2 separate regions of the Anas platyrhynchos genome follow, and region 2 is linked to region 1. The links are chromatin contacts, called in public Hi-C maps. All regions are on one chromosome and are shown on one strand. Each heading gives the region's core, a stretch centred on a gene start, on an enhancer-like site or on the middle of the called end of the contact. The rest is flanking DNA. Distances are from core to core; before and after follow the strand shown.

Region 1 (2,700 bases), core at 12-2,511:
GCTAACACACCAAATGCCTCCAGACATGTATGCAAGCCACATGTATGAACACAGCAAGCACCTCCAGATGCGTGTACAAGCCATACAGCTCAACACACATTGCTTAGGTAGTGCTAGCAGTCACAAAATCATGTGTAAAAGATGAAACACCCTTAATTTCATCCTTTGCTAAGAGATTAAGATTGAGAGACTTCTTAGACTTCTTTATCATTTTGATGTAACTGCAACTCTGCAGGCAACTGAGGCAACACAAAAGGCTGCTTCAGTAAAGAGGGGAGGAGTTCCTGCCCCTCCCATTATCCCAACGCTGTCCTTTCCCAGCCATCCCACACCTAGCATCTCATCAATGTGCTAAGCAACATCTGTTGCCTTTTTAAAAATTCAGTTAATCCTTTGTTTCAAATTATTTATGGGTAGATGGGCCTGCAGTAAACCATTCATTCCAAGCTAAAGTTACTCTAGTACATACATAAAACAACAGAAAACTATCACCTACCATCACAGCTGGTAAGGGTTTTTTTTGCATTCATTTCAGTTTTTAAATTATTGTATGATTATTTACTTTACTCTTGTATATTAAATGCACAAATCTCAAGCTATAGAGAAGATGACTTTTAAAACATTGTCCCCCCTTCCAACCCTAGATGCGTGTCCTATCCTTTGGATGTTGTTAAATAGATCCTGACCTAAGCTTTGAGACCCAATTTCTAGGTTGGAGAACCAGTCTTCCAGGTGAAAACAGTTCTGCTTTTGGTGCACTCTCTTGGGCTGTGAATCTGGAGCCCTTAAAAATATCCAGCTGTGTTGAATGACCTTTAGAAAGTTAGTTGAGTTGTATTATAATACTCTACAAGTAGCTGACAGACTGACATGCCTAAATAAAACTGGCTTAAATGCCAAAATGTCCCCAGTAATGTATCTTTGGGACTAAGAGTGCAGAACGAACTGCTTCACAAAAATGTGGCAGTTTTTTAGTATTGTCAAGAGTATCCCATGTTGCACCAGATAGTGATCTTTGATGCTTGGAACAGGCGCTTCTCTGTAGGAGCTGGGCATGGATAGTCCAACAGCACAAGGGCCAGGCTTTTTTTCCATGACCTGTGTACTAATCATGGGATACTAGATGCATTTCAAATTATTTCCATTACATGTGTGGTAAAAATCTATTTGGGCTTTTTCCCAACTTCTTACTTAAGGTGCTGGGTACTCTGCCTGTTTGTATAGGATAGAAAACTTCTGGCCTCTAGTGGAGAGGTGATGCATGAACAATTAACAGAGTATGCAGGGAGATGAGAACTGAGTGGTTTTATCTTCTCTAGTCAAAGAAGTGCTGGAAAATAGTTGCGTAATAGTCAAAGCAGCAGCTTCTTTGCTCCTGGTAGAGAAGTTCTGAGTTTAAGACAACCGCATGTGAACACGTGTTTAAGTCTCCGAAGACAGTAAAATCCATATTTGAGAATTCTAGGAATTAACTGGCAGTCTGTTTTTCTGCAGACAGCAGCTATTGGATTTTAAGCAGCAGAACAGGTGAAAATTGCAGATGTGCATCCTCTTGTACAGAAAGTAGCAAAATTCACTGGCTGATTTCCATTTTTAAAAGGTTGACTCTAATCTTCATGCTCTGATGTACACTAAGGAAAAAAATGGAACTAACACTTAAGATGTGTGCTTATTGGAGCTTATTTAGGAATTAAAACACAAGAAAATAAAGGAATAGAGAAATCACTAAACTTGCATGCGTATTTTCTGCATTTTGAGTGATATGAAAATGTCTGCCTTACTTGGAAATAAGTGACTATGAACTGCTAGTCTGAAAATGGGTTTTGAGCTGCTTACATGGGTGTGTTTCTGTAAGTAGGCTGTGCTTTATACAACTTCTGTCTGCTTTGATTGTGTTGACTTCTTATGCTTTGATTTTTTGAAAATCATTATGGTGGTTTCTCTTTTGCAAAGGACACTGAAGCCATGAAAAGAGCTTTAGCCTTAATAGATTCAAAGATGACCCAGGCAAAAGGTTGGCTGAGAGATCCAAATGCACCTCCAGGTAATATTCAAAAACAAGTGCAAAGTATTTCAGTTTTTTAAGGTCTGAATAGCCGTTAAGCATTAATAACTTATGCATAGTATGCATAGTGGATCATTCTGAAGATACCAGTAGATAGTCTTTTTTTTTTTTTAATACTTGGAGATCTACCAAGTTGTGTTTAATGTCCTGGAAATCTTTGCCTGTTTTAAGTTGTCCAAATGTATTCTTGTATAACATACATATTTTATATTTGCATTCCACTAGTAAAAGCATAAATAAGTGAATTATGTTGAGCAGTATTTAACTGCAGTAGATCCCAATACTTAAAGTTCCTTATCCTGTACTTTCAAGTTTGTATAACTTCAGTTTTATCTAATAGCAGACTCTCAGTATTTTTCTTTCAGTCTTGACAGAAAATGCTTAGCATGAAAAACTGCAATAAATACTATAACTACAGTCAGCTTTATTTATATAAAGGTTTTTCCTTAGTATGCATCTTTAAAACAAATAAAACCAGGTGGAGGCCTGTTCCATTCAGACTTCGAGAGACCTTATCTCTGAAACACTTTGTCTGAAACTAAAGCCAAAATAATACAGTTGTAAATGCTGGAAGTGAATTATTCATATCTGTGGAGCTGCTGCTTATGCCTCATTCCCTTTACCACACTCAATGC
Region 2 (2,700 bases), core at 140-2,639, 74 kb before region 1:
CTACACCAGCAAGGTTATTTCTCTGTTTCGGTGACAGGAGAGTAATGAAACTAAGCTGCAGGACTTGCTTGACTACTCAGAACAGACAGAACTCGGGTAGGTGTAGGGCAAATAGATTAGCCTGCAATTGCTTTAACGGCAGGGTAGGGTGTTGGGGAACCAAACACTGTGACACTTGTTACTCAGAAAGAAATGGCCAAACATATTTATTCTAACTCACTGGTGATATCTATGATGGTTTAAGATAAATGTTTAAAAAAAATCTATTACTTCTCTCATGTAAAGGAATGTGAACCCAGCAAGGGAGTCAGTTAAGGTCAGCTTCATCATTGTGCATCTTTTTCCACCTCCTCTGCACGTCTTCCCTCAGATGGAGCCAAATTCAGAAATGGCATTTATATTGCACACAATTTTTTTAAAATACCTATTTTATTCAAAATAAAATACCTGCTAAAGAGTCTCCGATTAAAAACAAAACAAAAGAAAAAAAAAAAAAACACCTCTGCAAGTCTTGTTTATCTAGATTATGTTCTCCTAATGAATAAAACATCAGAGCTAAAGCATCTTTTACAGGATCAATCCCAAATATTCAGCCCTGCCCTCCTCAGTGCCAGAAGCTCCCCTTGCTTCTCACAGGCACCAGATACACATGCCAGAGGTAGGATCTGGCAGCTTTCTCACCCTAAAATCCAGATTGTCATGAATTAGAAATACACTTCAATGAGATTGAATGCTGCAAGGATAACTCTCACTCAGGATAGTCAAGGCACTACAAAACATACAAGTATGAACTTCCTATGCAGTTTATGTTTTCCAAACATTGCAAGTCATAGTTCTGAGTCTGGGCTGCAGCTCTAGCAGGAGGCTGGGAATGAACTGAACTGAACTGCAGCAACAGTGTTCTGTCTGTGAAGAGTCCCTCCGGGGCTTCCCTCACTTAGACCTGTCAAGTCTCATTGCTCACAACATACGACTCACTCAGTTACACCTCAGCTAGTGCAGATTCCCACTTCTGCCACAGTTTGTGCTTTGTGTATTTGCAGTGCCACGATTTTCCTCTAGCTCTTTGCTGCACCTTAGCTCCTGGGGTTGCAGAAGGAGCAGACTGTGGCAGCAGTGCTTGTTCTGGGCACCAGCAGCTCTGAGCCTAGCAGCTCTGTGCTTTCTCACAGATGTGACTCCATGACGTGACCTTGGCCAAGCCGGATGCACAGCTTTCTGCCTCATCAAATACAGTCCCATGAGTAAGCATTAATATCTGTTAAAAGATTCAAGCTCCGAGAATAGACTGAGTGAGTAAATATAAATCAACACGTCTGCATGGCTGATCAGATAGTATTTGCACTTGACTGAAACCTTTAAGAAGCAAGCAGCCAACACTGTCAGCTTCACGTGGCCTCAAAACCAGTCACCAAATTGATTGCAACAAGTGGCCAGAGGAGCTGAATCACTGCCCCGGGGAGGAATGCCCACGGTAACATCTTTGCTTCTGAAATTTTGGTGCACTGATAGTGCAAGCCCTGCGTGTCCTGCCAAAGCCAGAAAGTTTGTTTTCTGCATTTCTCAAATCTGTGATGGAAGCAAAGGGCTACATTTTGTGTAGGTCCTTGGTTTTAGTAGTGACTCTCATTCCAAGGTACTGTGGAAGACTATTCACTAATCATAGGTGAAAAAACACGTCCTCTGTTGATTGCAATTAGACAACCAAAGCATCAATCTTTCATATTACTTTCATGCTTTTAGTAGTTTTGCTTCATTTTGTGACTTGTTCCTGGGACCAGTGAAAATACAAAATGAAAAAAGCTGAAAACCTTAAACGCAGGGAAGCCACATTACTTTATGCGTGAATCTGATAAGCACTGCCATTCTTGCTTGCATGGTACTTAGCAGAAGACAGCACTGTATTATCTATGGCCTAGACCACATAATTGCTTCTTTAGCACTTATCCTGATTAGTTAAAATGACACATGAAAACCATCAAAGCAGAGCTTCTATTATGTGAAGAATTTATTATCACCAGCTCAGCATAAAGTTGATGCTTTAATTGAATTTGCTGTAAAAGCTGCACTACCAAGCCAGGTGAACAGCACTGCGATGTCATGTATTCTGTACCTAGATGGTTGCTTGTATGTCTGCAAGGAAAATAAGCTTAGTGGTGTATGAAGACATAAAGTCTTCAGGCATTTAGACTAATGTAAACAGGTAATTCTGACACAAAGGAAATGTGCATGGAGGTGAGCCTCCATTTGGAATCGGTAGGGGCACTTAACACATTAAAAATGTCATATTGGTTGTGACGACAGATGCTTGTATAAAGATGTTCTGATGCTCTGAGTTAGCCATTACCAATATTTTTCAAAATTAAGCAACAAGCTAAAAGCTGTATAAGCCAAAAGGAATGAGGAATTAAATTTCATGAGTGTCTGTTCCCATGTAGGACTAAAGCTTTTAGTACACTGCTTGATGACTGCTTGCAAATACCAAGAATCAAAACAATTTCCCAATTTCCCACTGTGAAAGCTACCTTCAGTTTTTCTTTTCATCTGACATTGATCTCAGTGGAATTAGAAAAAGGATAATGACAGCCTTGAGATAAATGGCTACGATGCAAGCCTTCATGCTGCAGAGCAGGTAAGTGTTGATATCAGAAGATGATGTGCAGCAAAAAGATTTTTTTTCTATTATCTGTCTGCAAAGAG

The links. A called contact is a pair of places that touch in the nucleus more often than the background predicts.
Region 2: a Hi-C map of skeletal muscle shows a contact between it and region 1, with 4 times the contacts expected there. The contact joins two enhancer-like sites. A contact is called at or near these places in 3 of 8 Hi-C or Micro-C datasets (skeletal muscle and subcutaneous adipose tissue).

What each region holds. Positions count from the first base shown.
Region 1 is chr6:19,208,817-19,211,516 of IASCAAS_PekinDuck_T2T, reverse strand. It overlaps VCL (vinculin), which reads left to right. Exons shown (of 22, transcript XM_027459788.3): 7 at 1,954-2,044. Among named protein-coding and RNA genes, the nearest start is that of AP3M1, 40 kb to the right of the region's middle. Within about 2 kb of position 1,261, at least 1 of the 8 cell types and tissues checked has an H3K27ac peak or open chromatin away from gene starts, as enhancers often do.
Region 2 is chr6:19,283,105-19,285,804 of IASCAAS_PekinDuck_T2T, reverse strand. No RefSeq gene overlaps it. Among named protein-coding and RNA genes, the nearest start is that of PLAU, 20 kb to the left of the region's middle. Within about 2 kb of position 1,389, at least 1 of the 8 cell types and tissues checked has an H3K27ac peak or open chromatin away from gene starts, as enhancers often do.